Linked DNA regions of Mus musculus: region 2 is linked to region 1. The links are chromatin contacts, called in public Hi-C maps. All regions are on one chromosome and are shown on one strand. The core of a region is the stretch at or near the end of the contact, and the rest is flanking DNA. Distances in the headings are between cores, read along the strand shown.

Region 1 (6,825 bases), core at 2,946-5,445:
GCCCCTGAGGCCATGAGGTCTAAGAAAGTAGCTGCCATACCATTGGGAGGGGAATCTTTTGGTCATCTTACAACACATTTGCCCATGCGCTCTGAGAAAGACCTGGGGTGGCACAGATGTGACCACGCCCTCTGAAACATACAGAGGAGAAATAGAGGCAGCATTGTGTGTTTGCCACAGAGTAGAGGCGGAGCTTATGAGAGGGGGTGGGGAATCTGGGTGCAGCTTCTGTGATCCAGGTCCCAAACTGTGATCAACAAGACTTCCGTCAGCCAAAAGGACCTGAAGGGACCGGGAGGCTCCTGGGCAAGCCAAGCCTGTATAATAGAGATGATGTGCACCAGGCACTCATTAAATGTGTCACGCGTGTCCAACATGGAAGTTCTGAAGAAGAGATGTCACCTCCAATACTTACAGGAGAACACAGAGGTATATTGTCCATGTAAGTGTGGATGGGGGCCCTCGGAGTCAGTATGGCACACACCCAGACACTAAGTTCTCACTGCAAAGCAGGCTTATTAACCTAGAGGGACAAGGGCTGTGGGGAGTGCTTCTTCTGGATCAGAGAAAGGCAGATGGCAGGTGTTTTTCAAGAGTGGTTTTTTATGAAAAAAAAATGGGGAAGTCTGTGCTGGAGTGAGTTGATATGTCCTGATTGGGCAACTTAGCCAGTGTAGCCAAATAATGATTGCTGGACTTTTGATGTTTTGATAACTGGACCTTGTCGGTCAGCTTCAAGAATGAGTTGGTGGGCAAGTGAAGGAATAGACCTTGAGGGGCTAGCTTTAGGAATTCCATCTAACAGTTTAGCAAGGAAGAGGGAAGGGGAAAGGACGCCATATTTGCCATGCCCGGAACCTATTAAGAGAGAGCCCTTGAGTCCTAGCTAGGGTTTCTATTGCTATGATGGAAATACAACCAAAAGCAAGCCAGGGGAGGAAGGGTTAATCTGGATCACACTTCCATGTCACTGTTCATCAAAGAAGGAAACCAAGAACTCAAGGAAGAAGGAGCTCAAAGAGGAATGGAACCCGGAAGCAGGGGCTGGTGCAGAGGCCATAGAGGGATGCTGCTCACTGGCTTGCTCTTCATGGCTTGCTCAGCCTGCTTTCTTATAGAACCCAGAGCCTCCAGCCCAGGAATGGAAACACGCACAGAGGGCTGGGTCCTCCCATATTTTTCACTAATTAAGAAATGCCCCAAAGAAGACCTTACGGAGGCGTTTTCTCATGTGACGTTCCCTTCTTTTGGATGACTCTAGCTTGCACCGACATAAAGCTAGCCAACACATATATTAACTGACAGAATCACACACTAGAGCAAATTCATATCCAGTCCTCTACACTTCATGCCAAGTCCCACCTCATCATGCCACAGCCTCTCCCCGGAGACAGCAGAGATGAAGGAATGTGCAAGCAGACTCGTGTGAACCGGCAGCCCGCATTCTCCTCCTCTGTTCTGGAATTCCAGGGAGTGGGGGGGGGTGACTGAGGAAATCACACAGCCATCCAGTTACTGGTCCTACCCGACATGGTTTGGTCATCCAGCCCTCTTTCTCGGTTTCCCCACTTTTGCAGTGTAGTCAGGAGCTGGGCACCACTAGGCCAAGTAGGTGATGGGCTCACGACCGGAAGCTGGAAGAGGAAAGGTCTGCGTTCTTCCGTGAGTGAGTTGACAGAGCAGGGATAGCTAGTCAAGGCAATGGAGACCACTGTTGACTGCTGCGACATGAGAGAGTTGGGATGGAGTGAACACCATTACGGATCTGGAAAAGGGGCTGAAGCGTGAGCAATGCCCCAGATGACGTCATAAGCCATGGAGATCCCTGGGTATGACAGACCAGCCCCTCCCCCCACTCCCTCACACGAGTATGAGGTGGACATATTGGTGTGTGGTTCTTAGGGGTGAGTCTCCTTGGAGTCAGTAGAGATGGACCTTCTGACTCCCATGCGGGGCAGTCAATTTCTGCAGCCACCTACTTCTGAGAAACGACCGGCCAAGGAAATGACACCTGTCCCTCCTTAATAGGATGGTCATGGGGCATTTGTGACAGTTGGTACTAATTGTTCACTTGAAAGAATCTGGAATCACCTTTGGGCATGTCTGGAGGTGGGTGGTTATCTTGATTATCTTGATTGAGGCGGTAAGACCCATCCACTGAGGGTGGCACCATTCCCTAGGCAGGGAGTCTGGGCCTGTGGACAAGTAGGGAAAGCAAGCTGAGCACCACACACCAGTGTGTGCGTGCATTCACTGTTTTCTTCTGGGGGTGGGAGGGAGAGCAATCGATGTGACCAGCTGCTACAAGCTCCTGCTGCCTCAACTTCCCCACCTGGTAGATTTCCCCTTGAGCAGTGGCCTGCTTTTGATGGGCACTTTGATCACACACAGCAGCAGGACAAGAAACTAAGACAGGGTATCCTGATGACGGTAACACTGCCCTCCATCGTGGAGCTGATGTTCCTGCAGACAAAGCCATCATTGATTATCAAGAATACAAAACATGGAGAGAGATGTGTGGAGGAAGGATCTGTCAGGGCAATAGTAGGGAAAGAAATGGAGGAGAGGCCTTTGGGGAAAAAGGAATTCCCAGGAAGCTCCCCTGAGAAGTCTGAAATTATGGAATATATGAGCCAAGTAGGGAGAGTGTGCCAGACAGGACACAAGTGGAACAAAGGCCTTCTGGGGACATGTGGTGGGTTCCAGGCTTGGGACATGGTAGGAAATTCTTCCCAACGTTCTACAACTTGGAGCAAGTCTTGGGCGGAGCTTTGTATGGGACTAGGGTACAGTGGAGGAGGCTGTGACAAGGGAGAGGCAGATGGTAACAGGCATGCCCTCTCCTGGCCCACTCCTAAGAGCAAGTGGCTCCTTGGTGCTTTTCTCAGGCTCCTGGTTGTGGGCCCCGCCCCTCCACACACACTTAGTCTAGGCACACTGCATGCTGAGGGTCCTGGACTCCACACTCTAGGGAAAGCACATCCCCTGTGTAGAACTCTTTCTAATTTGCTCAGAACTTTGGTTTGCATTGTTTTTACCAGCTGGAGAGCAATGTGTGTGTTTGTAGGAACTCACAATGAAATCGTGCCAGAGCGCAACTGTCTGCTCATCTGTCTCTCTTCCTGGTTATCCCCCGATCACTGAAACAGGATGATGAAGAAGGGCGATTTTCCAGCTTTCTTAACTACTCATGGCCCTGTCAACACAGGCTTTGCTCTAAGCATTTTGTTCCATAGTATATGGATGGCAGCAGCCAGGCTGAGATTCGAACCCAGATCTACCTGACTTTCTAAAGCCAATCTCTCCCTACCACCATTGGCCACCACCCAGAGCAGAGTCACATGACTTAATAAAGCCCACCAAGACTCAGGGGCTGCCCAACCCCAATTTGTGGCTTTGTTGACTGCTAGCATATCTTCATTGGAAGCTGGCTCTCAGAGCAGGGTCTGAGGAGGACATAGGAGAGTGCTGGGGCTTCCTATCATTTCCTATCATGCCACAGAGACCTGGACAGGATGTGGGACCTCTGTGGGACTGTTTCCTCCAATGGGAAGCAGACAAGGATCCATTGAGTCCAAACCAGGAAAGACATGTGTGGGCCTCCTTCTGACCAGTTACTGCCCACATGCAGGGTGAAACCAACCGTCCTATCCACTGGCCTCTTCTTCTAGGTCAGCCCCAAGAAGGAAAGACAGAGGCCAGCATCTTGACAACAGCATGGCAGAAGATGGAACAGTGGGGCTCAGATGGTCTGTGCCCTGGGGTCAGTGCCAAGGGGCCCTGTGGAACCTCTGCCCTAACCTGGGCTTCATGTGGGTGGGCCAGAGGCAGCTGAGCAAGTGGGGTGGGGACACAGGCTAATCCACCAGTCTAGGGCATTGAGGACAAAGAGAAGGGGGCAGAGAGCTGTATCCAGTCCTAGCCTTGCTGCTGGACCAGCTCTGGGGGCCTCAGGCACATTCAAGCTGGCCCCAAGTTTCCTCATACACAAAACAATGGATATTTTTTAGGGCTTTTCTGTTCTGCAGAATTCCTCCTCAGATGCCAGGTCAGTCTGAACCGGTTAAGATGCAGAGGCCTGGCCGGGGGCACATGGCTACCTTCCTTTCTGCACGGCTCTCATCACTTGTCTGACAAGTGTATCCACCAATTATTCGGAGAGCAGAGGCAGATGGACTCTGGGATGGCAGGCATCCACTTCACTGCCAGTCAGCTCTGATGCTGAGCCCTGCTGAGCGCAGTATCGGGTGGGGTAGACTGGGAGCCGAGCTGGCTCCATCCGAACTAAGCCAGACACTACCATGGCTGTCTTCCGTATCTCTGACAGTGCATAGGCACATCAGGGTAAGATACATTTAACAAATTGTAGGGTTATTTAGGCCACACACATCCACCTCAGGGGGTGATGACTGAAGCATCCTCCACTTGGAAGCCTAGAAGCATCACAGAGTTACTCTCAGGGCACCAGGTTCAAAGCTGTGGCTGGACTTGGCTTCGGCCTGACCCCACAGGGTATGAGTCACCAAGGGAGCCCAGAGATTCATGGCCAACTTTAGCTTGATCTATATCCGAGGACAAGGGGCTTTGCATGCAGAAACTTGAAGAGACATCTGCAATCTGTTGAATTGGTCACATCTCCGTCTCGCCACCTGGTCCTTGATTGGCCCTGGGTAAATTACTACAGCTTACTTTCTAGTCAGGTATGGTAGCACATGCATGCAATCCTGACACACAGGAGATGGAAGCGGGAGGAGCAGGGGTTCAAGGGCGTTGTGAGTTCAAGGCCAGCCTGCACTACATGACACCCTGTCTTAGATGACAACATAAACTGACTGTGGAACTGTTTCTGTCTGCTGTCACACATGCTTGGAGATCTCACAAGGACAAAATGAATTGTCTTTCCCAATGGCTGTCCCATAGTCAGAGAGAACAAGGGTTTTAGGGACCATCAGAAGTACCTTGCCCTTGTAAACTGCGATCTCTGGTGCCCTCGAGTGTCTTCCAGCTTTCCTCCTATTGTGCCTTCTGGGCCAGGTTTGTGCCAGCTGAGTACCCAGGGGCCTCTCATGGCTGCAGATCAAAGACTCCTTTCAAGGAGAAAGCCAGGCCTGGATGCTGGGTAGTTGTCTCTCAGCCTCTCTTCTTCAGGATGTTGTACAACATGTCCTTGGGTCAGCAGGCAGAGCAGAAGCCAGGGGACAGGAAGTGGCACTCAATGGCAGTAGCTCGGGAAGAGCTTTCAGCATGACAGGCTTAGGTCAGGGAGCACTGGTGGCCACCTACGAGAAACTACAGGCCAGCAGACCCAGGGTGACAGATGGAGCAGCCGTGGTTTCTCGAATGCTACCCTGTAACTCCTGGCAACCTCCATCTCGGCCATGGCCCAGCTTCTGCAGGTAGCTCTGTCTACGGAGCACTTGGCTCCATGCTTTCTCTTTCACGACCATGCCAGGAGCCCTTGCCCAGAGAGACACAGTCATCCTCCATGCCTACCCCTGGCAATAGAAGATACATCATGACCTGGCCCATGGCACAGGTGCCTTCTACACCCTCAAAGTGCAGCAAATAAGTGGCAGGCTACTTCTGTTCCTCAAGCACCCTGCTTCTTCCCAGGATACCCCTGTCCTGTTGTCTGAGGAGCCAGCAAGGCCTGGTTGCTCCAGATAATACATCCAGAGTCCGACTGCCTCGTCCCTCTATCATCACCTCGCTGGCCCTGGTACCACCTCTCAATGTCTGCTCTACTGCGGCATCCTCCCAATGGATCCCCCAGCCCTGCCCCCGCCTACCACTCCTACTTTACTCCCCTCATCCTCAACTTGTTCTGTGCCCCTCCCTACTCACCCCTACTGACAAGAAGCCCTGCTGATCTCTGAGTCCACTCAGCATGACCCCAGGGATTTTGCCCACAGCTCCACCACTGCCCAGTGTAACAACATGGCCTTCCTCACATGGCCCAATGCCTTGGTTTTTCTCTGTTCGGACATCTTCTCTCTAGACAAGTCTTCCTATTGACATGATTGCCCACAAAATCACATTCCTGTCACTCTCTGACCCTTGACCCTTAGTTATTTCTCCAAGAACATACGCCCCTGCCTGTCTCCGTGGACTTGCTTGTCGAGTTGTCATCCCTGCACCCCATGTGTATCTCCATCTCTTCTCCCATGCTCTGAACGTCACCTCGTCTGGTGTCTCCAAGTTCACTTGTCTCTCCCTGTCCTCCATTCCACCTCCATGATCTTTGTATTTTTGGGAGGGAAGAGTGAGTCAGAGAGAGCAAGGAGGTCTTGGCTTCAGCCTTTAAACTCTCAGAAGCCATCCCAAGGCGAAGACACCCTCCTGAGCCTCTCTAGACGGGGCCATTGAAGAAGGAGGGGACCAAAGAAGCCTGTAGAAGCATTCTAACTCAAACTGTCACAGTCAGAAAGTCGAGAGGGAGCAGGAAGTGGGGCTTGGCTATCAAATGTCACTGCCTGTCCTCAGAAACAGGGAGGCTCCACCTCCCTTCCACAGTTGTCCTAACTGATGCCACCAAATGGGGACCAGGTATTTAGACACCTAAGCCTGTGGGAGCAGTCATATCTCACACATGAGCCTGTGGGAGCACTCACATCCAACACTTGAGCCTGTTGGAGCACTCACACACAACACAAAGCCTGTGGGAGCACTCATTCCACACACAAGCCTCTGGGAGCACTCACATCCACCAGCAGCAGCCAACTTCTTCTCTTTCCTGTCACAGTCACCTGACGCCTGTTCTAGACCAATGACTTCGGCCTTCTAAATGCTGGTCACCTAAACCACCAATCACTCTTCAATGCCAAT
Region 2 (6,825 bases), core at 2,180-4,679, 82 kb after region 1:
CTCCCAGGAAAATGTTCTTGGATGTGAGGAGGCGTGGCTTGGAGAGGGGCGGGACCACGGGGACGTCCACGGGTGAGATAACTAGACACCATTCAGTCCTCAGCAGTGGACCGGGGGCGCACGGAGGAGTGTGGTGTCCTCACGCGGTGGATCTTAGAGAACACAGAAAGGGGGTCATCTATGAAGCCCATCTCCCTGCAGGCAGTCGCAGCTCCTCATCATCGTGAGCCTCTTCGAGTCAGCCCTCAGACCATGTCTGGTTACACCCAGTTGCAAACCAGGAGCTTGCAGGCCCGGCCCACCCTCTCCACCCTACCCCCACCCCCACCCCCATCCCCGGGCTCCGACAGGCCAGGTCTCTGGATCCTTTAGCTCTAATTAGGTCTTCCCAGAGCCCCCTGTTTCAGCAGAGAATGTTCCAGAGCGTAACCAGCCAAGTCTAAAGAGTCTCATCACTCCCTCTACCTCCTCAGCCTGGCTCTTTTAGGGTCACTGCGCAAGTTCAAGTATGCAGCTTCCCATTGCCCAGTTCAGAGTGCTTCAGGGAGTCCCTAGGCGATGTTGGAGACCAGAGAAACGGGCCTTCTTTGAAGAGCCTAGTGGTAGGGAGTGGGGTATGGGAGTGTTGCAAAAGGTACACAGCTCTTTGGCTCTGCCACTCGACTCCTCGTGCCCCTCCCGCAGCAGTGACTGTGTCCCTCTCGGGAAAGGCCGGTGAGTCTCTGGGTGCGATGCCTGAATCCACCATCTCTTCCTGGGCATACCCCTGGCTACGCCAGGTGCACAAATCGTGGGCATCACCACCGCCTGCTAAAAGGGCGCCCTCCTCTGGCCCAGCCCGCCGCTCACGCTCGCGAGGACTCTCCCTTTGCTCCCACCTGGCAAGGTGGCACCTAGCCTGGAAAGGGAAACTGGATCCCACCCAGAGGATTTCACACCCCTATAGAGAAGAAGAGCCTTGGAGCCTCGGGGGTCCCTGAGCCCAGCACAAGTTTCGAGTCCGAGATCTGGGCCTGCAGAGCTGAAAGGAGGCGTGTACCCCCACCCACGTGCCCTGGTTCCACGCGTTCACCCTGGCGCCCGGAGCAAGCCCTTCCCGCAGCCTGCAGAAGCTAGCGAGCCGAGTCAAAGCTCCAGGGCGCCGGAATAGCTCTCCGCAGCCAAGCCGCTCAGGCGCCAGCTCGCAGGGTGGGGTCCTGACGCAGTCGGGGTTTCCCACCCGGTTCTTCCCCTCCCCTCCCCCTCTTCGTTACACCGTGTGCATCCCAGGTTGAGAAGAAGGGGAGCTTCCCGTTCGGGCCCCAACCCCCAATCCTGCTCCCTGCAGCGTCCAGGTGAGGGCTCCCGTGCCTTTCTACAACGTCTAGCGTCTTCTCGGTGGCGCTGGAACCCGGAGCCTCCCACTTGGAATCCTTCCCTCTAGAGACATCCATCTCAAAGGGGGAGCTCTTGTCCCCAAAGTTACAGAGAGATTTAATATACTTCAGAAAGTATTGGCACCCAGAGAGGGTAGGAGGGACAAAGTACCTGCCTGACATTCCTTTGGGTCTCCACCAGCTCCTCCCCCACTGCCTACAGGACCACCTCCCAAGGCTCAAATTCTCCCATCAGCGGACCAAGCTCTCTCTTCAAAGACTCAGGCGGTCGGAGGGTGTAGGTTATTTTAGAGGCACGCCCCTTGGAGGACAATTTCAGAGCTCATATAGGTTTTTCTCAGTTTGCGGGACAAGAATTGACCCTCCACCGCGGCCTAAATGGGACAGAGGCCAAGGCTCCATCCGAGACAATGCCTACTTTTTCCACTCTCCCACCTCCCAGGGTGGCCACGCTCTGATTTCAACACCGGTGGTTGGTTGTGACTTGACCTGGAGAAGGAGCTTCCCCCACCCCCTACCCCCACCCCCGCCCCCACCCTCTGGAATCCCCCACCTATGACTCTGTTGGCCCTGCCTCCGCCCTGCTGGGCTGGCATCTGCTCCCTGTTCCCTGCCCGGAAGGCACTGGGGCGTCAAGTTCGACTTCCATATCATTTAAGACCCACCAGAGGGCGGCGCTGGGCAGGGTGCCCCTCCTCCCAGGTAGCCCTAACCATACACTCTAGAACTGCTCCGCACTGCTGGCTCTGGGCAAGCCTTTGAGCTCCAGTTTCCTTCCATCTGGTTCAGCCTAGGCCATGACCAAGCCCATGCGGGACACACACACACACTCACACACAGATGCGAGCCATACTGTTGAAACTCCTCCAGCCCCAGATGTGCTCACAGTTCCCTGCCCAAGTTCCCTCGATCTGCACCTGCTCCCAAACCCAGAGCTTCTAGGACCTCAAGTCCTGTACTTCCACGTGTAGCTGGGTACACTCCTGTCCAGCTCTAACAGAAATACAGTCACCGGCTGTCACACAGCCCTCTAGAGACCAGGCAGCACACCGGGGATCGGCGTGAACCGCCACACCTCAAACACCCTTTCCTTAACAGGCTCCCACATGCCGCGACGCTCACACACTTACCCTCCTGAAGGAGTTCACACCCCCAAACACTCAGACTTTCTCTCTCACCTCTCCATGCAACTGATCTAGACTCTCTGTTACCTCTCTCACACACACACCATCACACAGCCACATCTAAATGTACTCCCGTGCCCTCTCCAAACATAGCTGATTCTCGGACACTCACAGACCCAACAAAGACACACACACACACACACACACACACACACACACACACACACACACACACACACACACCACTGGCACAGACCCACGAGAGCTTTCTCCAAAAGATCTATCCTCTCTTCGCTGCACGGAAGCCCTCCTGGACTGTGCCTACAGCCCGAGACTCCCAGAGCCATCCGGGCCCGCGCCCTTCTCGGTCTTTGCGCGCATCCCCCGGCCCCGGGCTTCCGCGGGCGCCCGCACACTCACCGCGTGCCAGGTCCAGAATCGCGGCGAGCAGCAGGCAGGAAGCGCGGCGGAGGCTTGGAGCAGCTTGCATGGTGTCCAGAAGCTGGCGGCGCTGGCCGAGGCGGCGGCGGCGGCAGCGATCGCAGTGGCGGCGGTGGGTCCCCTCGCCATGGGCTCAGAAGCGCTTGTGACCCGGGCCGCCGGCCGTGGCGGTGACGAGAGGCGAGGAGAGCCGAGGGGAGGTCCCCATGCTACTGTAGCCCGGCCGCCAGGCTACCCGGGGCTGCTCTGGGCTGTACCGGGATGCTCCGGGCTGCACCACCAGGCTACTCTGGGCTGTAATAGGATGCTCCGGGCTGCACCAGACGCACTGGCTGCTCCGGGCTGCACCGGACCTGGCTGGGGCGCGCAGCTGCTCCCGGCTGGTTGGCTGCGATAGGCGGCCACGGCGGCCGGAGTCGGATCCGTGGCGGCAGTGGCGGAGTTTGGAGCCGAAGCTCTGCCCGCGCCGCCGCGCTCTGCCCCGCGCTCGCTCTTCTCGCGCCCCCTCCTCTCCCTCCTTTCCTGCCGCCCCGCCCCCGCCCCCCCCCACCCCCCGCGCTGCGCTCGCTGCCGTATTCTACAGACTTTTCTTTAATCCGTTCTGGGCTGTTCGGCTCTCGTCCGCTAAGCCGATTTATTGCAGAGAGGAGAACTCGCCCCCCTCCCTCTCGGCTTCTACCCTCTGCTCCCCCCACCCCCATCTCATCACAACTGCTTGCTTGTGAGCTGCATCCTCCCATACACACACACCAAGCTTCGCTCCACCCGAATCGCCCTCCCCACCCCTCCACCTGGACGTGTCCCTGGACGCCCCTTTCCTCCGCTTGGTGGATGCAAGCACCCTTCCTCCTTCCAGGAGAGAGAGATGCTTTCCCCGGAGGGATGTAGGTCCTCAGGGCTTGCTTTGACACCTATGAACGTCGTCCTTAGGGGCTTCAGAGCTTCAGTGTTCCACAAATAAGGGCTACCCTCCAGCCCGCGCCCCGCGCAGAACAGCTGCATTGTATGTGCAGGCTGGACCGGGCAAGGGAGGCATCGACTTTTTCTTCTGAGACCAAGATGTCACCTTAAAAAAAAAATCAGGGCTGACACCCCAGCTCCTCCACCTGAGAACCGGGGTGGGGTTGAAACTTGTGTCAGATCGTCGCTTTGATCGCTCACGCACTATTGAGCCTGGGCTGTGGGGTCTCCCACGTGAGGAAGAGGCAGGTGCTCCTAGCTCTTAGGGTGGTGGTGGGGGTGGTGGAACCAGGAGTTAGATCGTCAAGTTCCAGAATGAACAGCAGAACCAGAGAGTGACTCTGAGCCCCCAAACCAGGACCCAGGTCTCCTTATGCTGCATTCTCCAGGGAAGTCCCAGCTCCCCTATCTTTACTAAGCTGCTGCATCCTTGTTGCTCAGTTTACTTAGCCGGGCAATGGGTACACTGGCAGCCCCACTGGCTGCAGGCCTTGGGAGAGGGGTGGGCAGTGAGTAATGGCCTGGCAGGTGCTACTAGGAAAGACTTGTGCCAGGATGCCCCACGGAGTGACCCACTCTCCTCCTTACCCTCTGCAGCCTTGTCAGCACATGGCCTTTCAAGGCAGCTAGCTAGCTAGCTGCAGTTCAGGGTCGCTCAGCCTCCCTGCTCCAGGGAAGGAGCGATTTGCATTTATTTAGATCTGAGCGAATACGTTCACCTGACAGGCTTTAGAAGGATCCTCTTAGTAAAATAATAATAATGATCGTAATAAACCCTTATAAATAGGTGTTTGATTACAGTTTGTCCCTCCGTGGGTATTTTTTTTTTGAATCAGACTAATTGGTTGCTAGACTGATTGGGCTGGATCTGGCTTGAACACTGGAGTCTTGGGCCTTTATCCTTTCCCTGGCTGTTCTCCACTCCCCCTTGCTACGCCTCCAAGTCTCATCTTCCCCAAGCTACTGAGGGGTGAGCTTGAGGGCATCTCCCCTCCCCTCCAAAAAAAGCTTCCCCCCCACCCACCCCCCGCTAAGCAAGCCAAGGGAAGAGCACAACCCTTGCCTGTCTGATCCTGCCAGTCTCTCCCTCCCACCTCTCTGCTTCTGGCTTAGGAAAAAGCTATCCAGGATTCTAAGCCCTCGGTGTGAGAGGTTCCCTGGCTGAGGAGCTCCAAGCCCAGATGCCCCCCCGCCCCCCCTCCCGGGCTGGGCTAGGCTTACAGGAAATGCATGCATTGCTGTGTGGCCTTCCATGCTCTTGGAGTCTAGGTGCAACAGGATGGAGCCAGGTGAAGGAGGACAGGCAAGAGTTCTTCAGAAGGCCAAGTGGGCGTGGCTTCCCGGCCGCACCCACCTACCACTGTCCTTGGGGGAGGAGCTGAAAGGAGCAGGTCATTGGTGAAACTACCCATCAGTCCCAAGCTTAACCAGCTGGGAAAGAGGGCCAAGGTATTGTCTCCACGGAGTCCTCTAAGAATGGCGTCAGTGGAGAGGGTGGAAAGGAGAAAAGAAGTTTGAAACCAGGGAAGTCTGGTTTCACGGCTGAGTATCTTGGGCCTGGAGTTTTTTATACCTTAATGGACCCACCTTTATTCCCAAATCATCTTCACTATCCACCCTGTCCTTGAACATTACCCTGTGGAGAAAGTACTGTTCACCCTGGCCCGTGGCACATAGTAGGTCTTCACTGAGTATTGGATGGATGGAAAAATGAATGTAAGGCTGAATGAGGTTGGATAACTGGTTGGTTTGTTCCTTAGCTCTGAGCTCAAGCTGGTACTCGGTGGGTGCTCAGAGGCAAGCTGTAGCCACGAACCTTCTCAGAGATCCAGGATTGTGACGCTACTCCGCCCTGGTGCAGAGTTGGTTTCCCTTGGAAGGGCCAGGCTGCCAAAGCACGCCTATTACCATATGGTAATGATAATAGCAACAGCCCGCCTCCCAGCTCGGCCAAAAGCCCCGCCCCTTCGGCTCCATAAACCACAGCACTGGAGTCCTTTCTTCTGCTGCATAGAAAGGTGACTCGGAAGCACAGTCAGTTAACAGGGGGCTCTGGGAAACTAAGGCAAAGGAGAAGTCACCCAGGGCAGCCACAAGCTTTTCATTTAGTTTATGTCTACTGCTGCCCGCCAGAGGCGGTGCTTGCAGTTTGCTCTCCTGGCACTCAGACTCTCGAGTCACAGTGAACCACGCCTCTCTCTTGGGCTCAGGTCCAGTAGGAACCGTGAGCCTCTAGGCAGCCAAGGTGCAGCTATCTGCCTGCCCGCCCGCAAGAGTGAGCAGGTCCTAATCCTCTGTCCTTGGTGCTGACACGGGCTCTCCCGACAGAGGGTGCTAACACAAAAGCAACCTTCTCCGCCTTGCTCCAGGGATGGACACCCGGAGGTCACGATGGAGTTTTAAGTTCTCTTCTCCAGGGACAGGGTACCACTGGCTCTCACAGCCTTGTTTCCAGAGGGTGGGCTTTGTAGGTTTGGGGAGAGCTACTTGGTGGAGTAGAGAATATGAGGACCTGCCTCTGTGCGCTGGGTGCTGTCAGAGACTTCAGCTTGTGAAACAGTAGCAGATCAGTGTGTGCGGCATGACTCCTATTTTAAAGATGAGATGGATGAGAAACAGAGAGGTAAGCAGCAACTTTTCCAGGGGAACAGCTAGTGATGGACTCAGGTTTGAATGCAGGATCCACTTCAAGGCTAGAGCTTTTGCATGCTTTCCTTGGCCACCTGCAATAACCCCACAGGGATCCACATGCATACATACACAGGGGCTCGTGTGTGAGTACACACACATGCCAGATGGACAACTTTCATGAGTCCATTGTGTCCATTTATTGGCTCCCATCTAATCATCACGGAAGTCCTCCATGGCAACTTTGTGTACACATGACTTACAGATAAGGAAACTAAGTTGCAGAGATGCCAGGT

What was found. A called contact is a pair of places that touch in the nucleus more often than the background predicts.
Region 2: a contact with region 1 is called in a Hi-C map of cerebellum, with 2.5 times the contacts expected there. The contact joins the promoter of Igsf21 here to the enhancer-like site in region 1. A contact is called at or near these places in 10 of 484 Hi-C or Micro-C datasets (the N1E-115 cell line, cerebellar granule neurons, cerebellum and 5 more), 14 of 115 datasets of contacts at active chromatin or transcription factors (astrocytes, embryonic forebrain, embryonic midbrain and 6 more) and 1 of 9 other capture datasets (pancreatic islet).

What each region holds. Positions count from the first base shown.
Region 1 is chr4:140,160,651-140,167,475 of GRCm38.p6, forward strand. The region is part of intron 1 of Igsf21 (immunoglobulin superfamily, member 21); the gene reads right to left. Among named protein-coding and RNA genes, the nearest start is that of Gm13029, 21 kb to the left of the region's middle. Within about 2 kb of position 4,196, at least 5 of the 459 cell types and tissues checked have an H3K27ac peak or open chromatin away from gene starts, as enhancers often do. A contact at or near this core is called in cerebellum and ventral hippocampal neurons, where this site is marked.
Region 2 is chr4:140,243,382-140,250,206 of GRCm38.p6, forward strand. It overlaps Igsf21 (immunoglobulin superfamily, member 21), which reads right to left and starts at 3,430. Exons shown (of 10, transcript NM_198610.2): 1 at 2,921-3,430. The coding sequence starts at 2,990.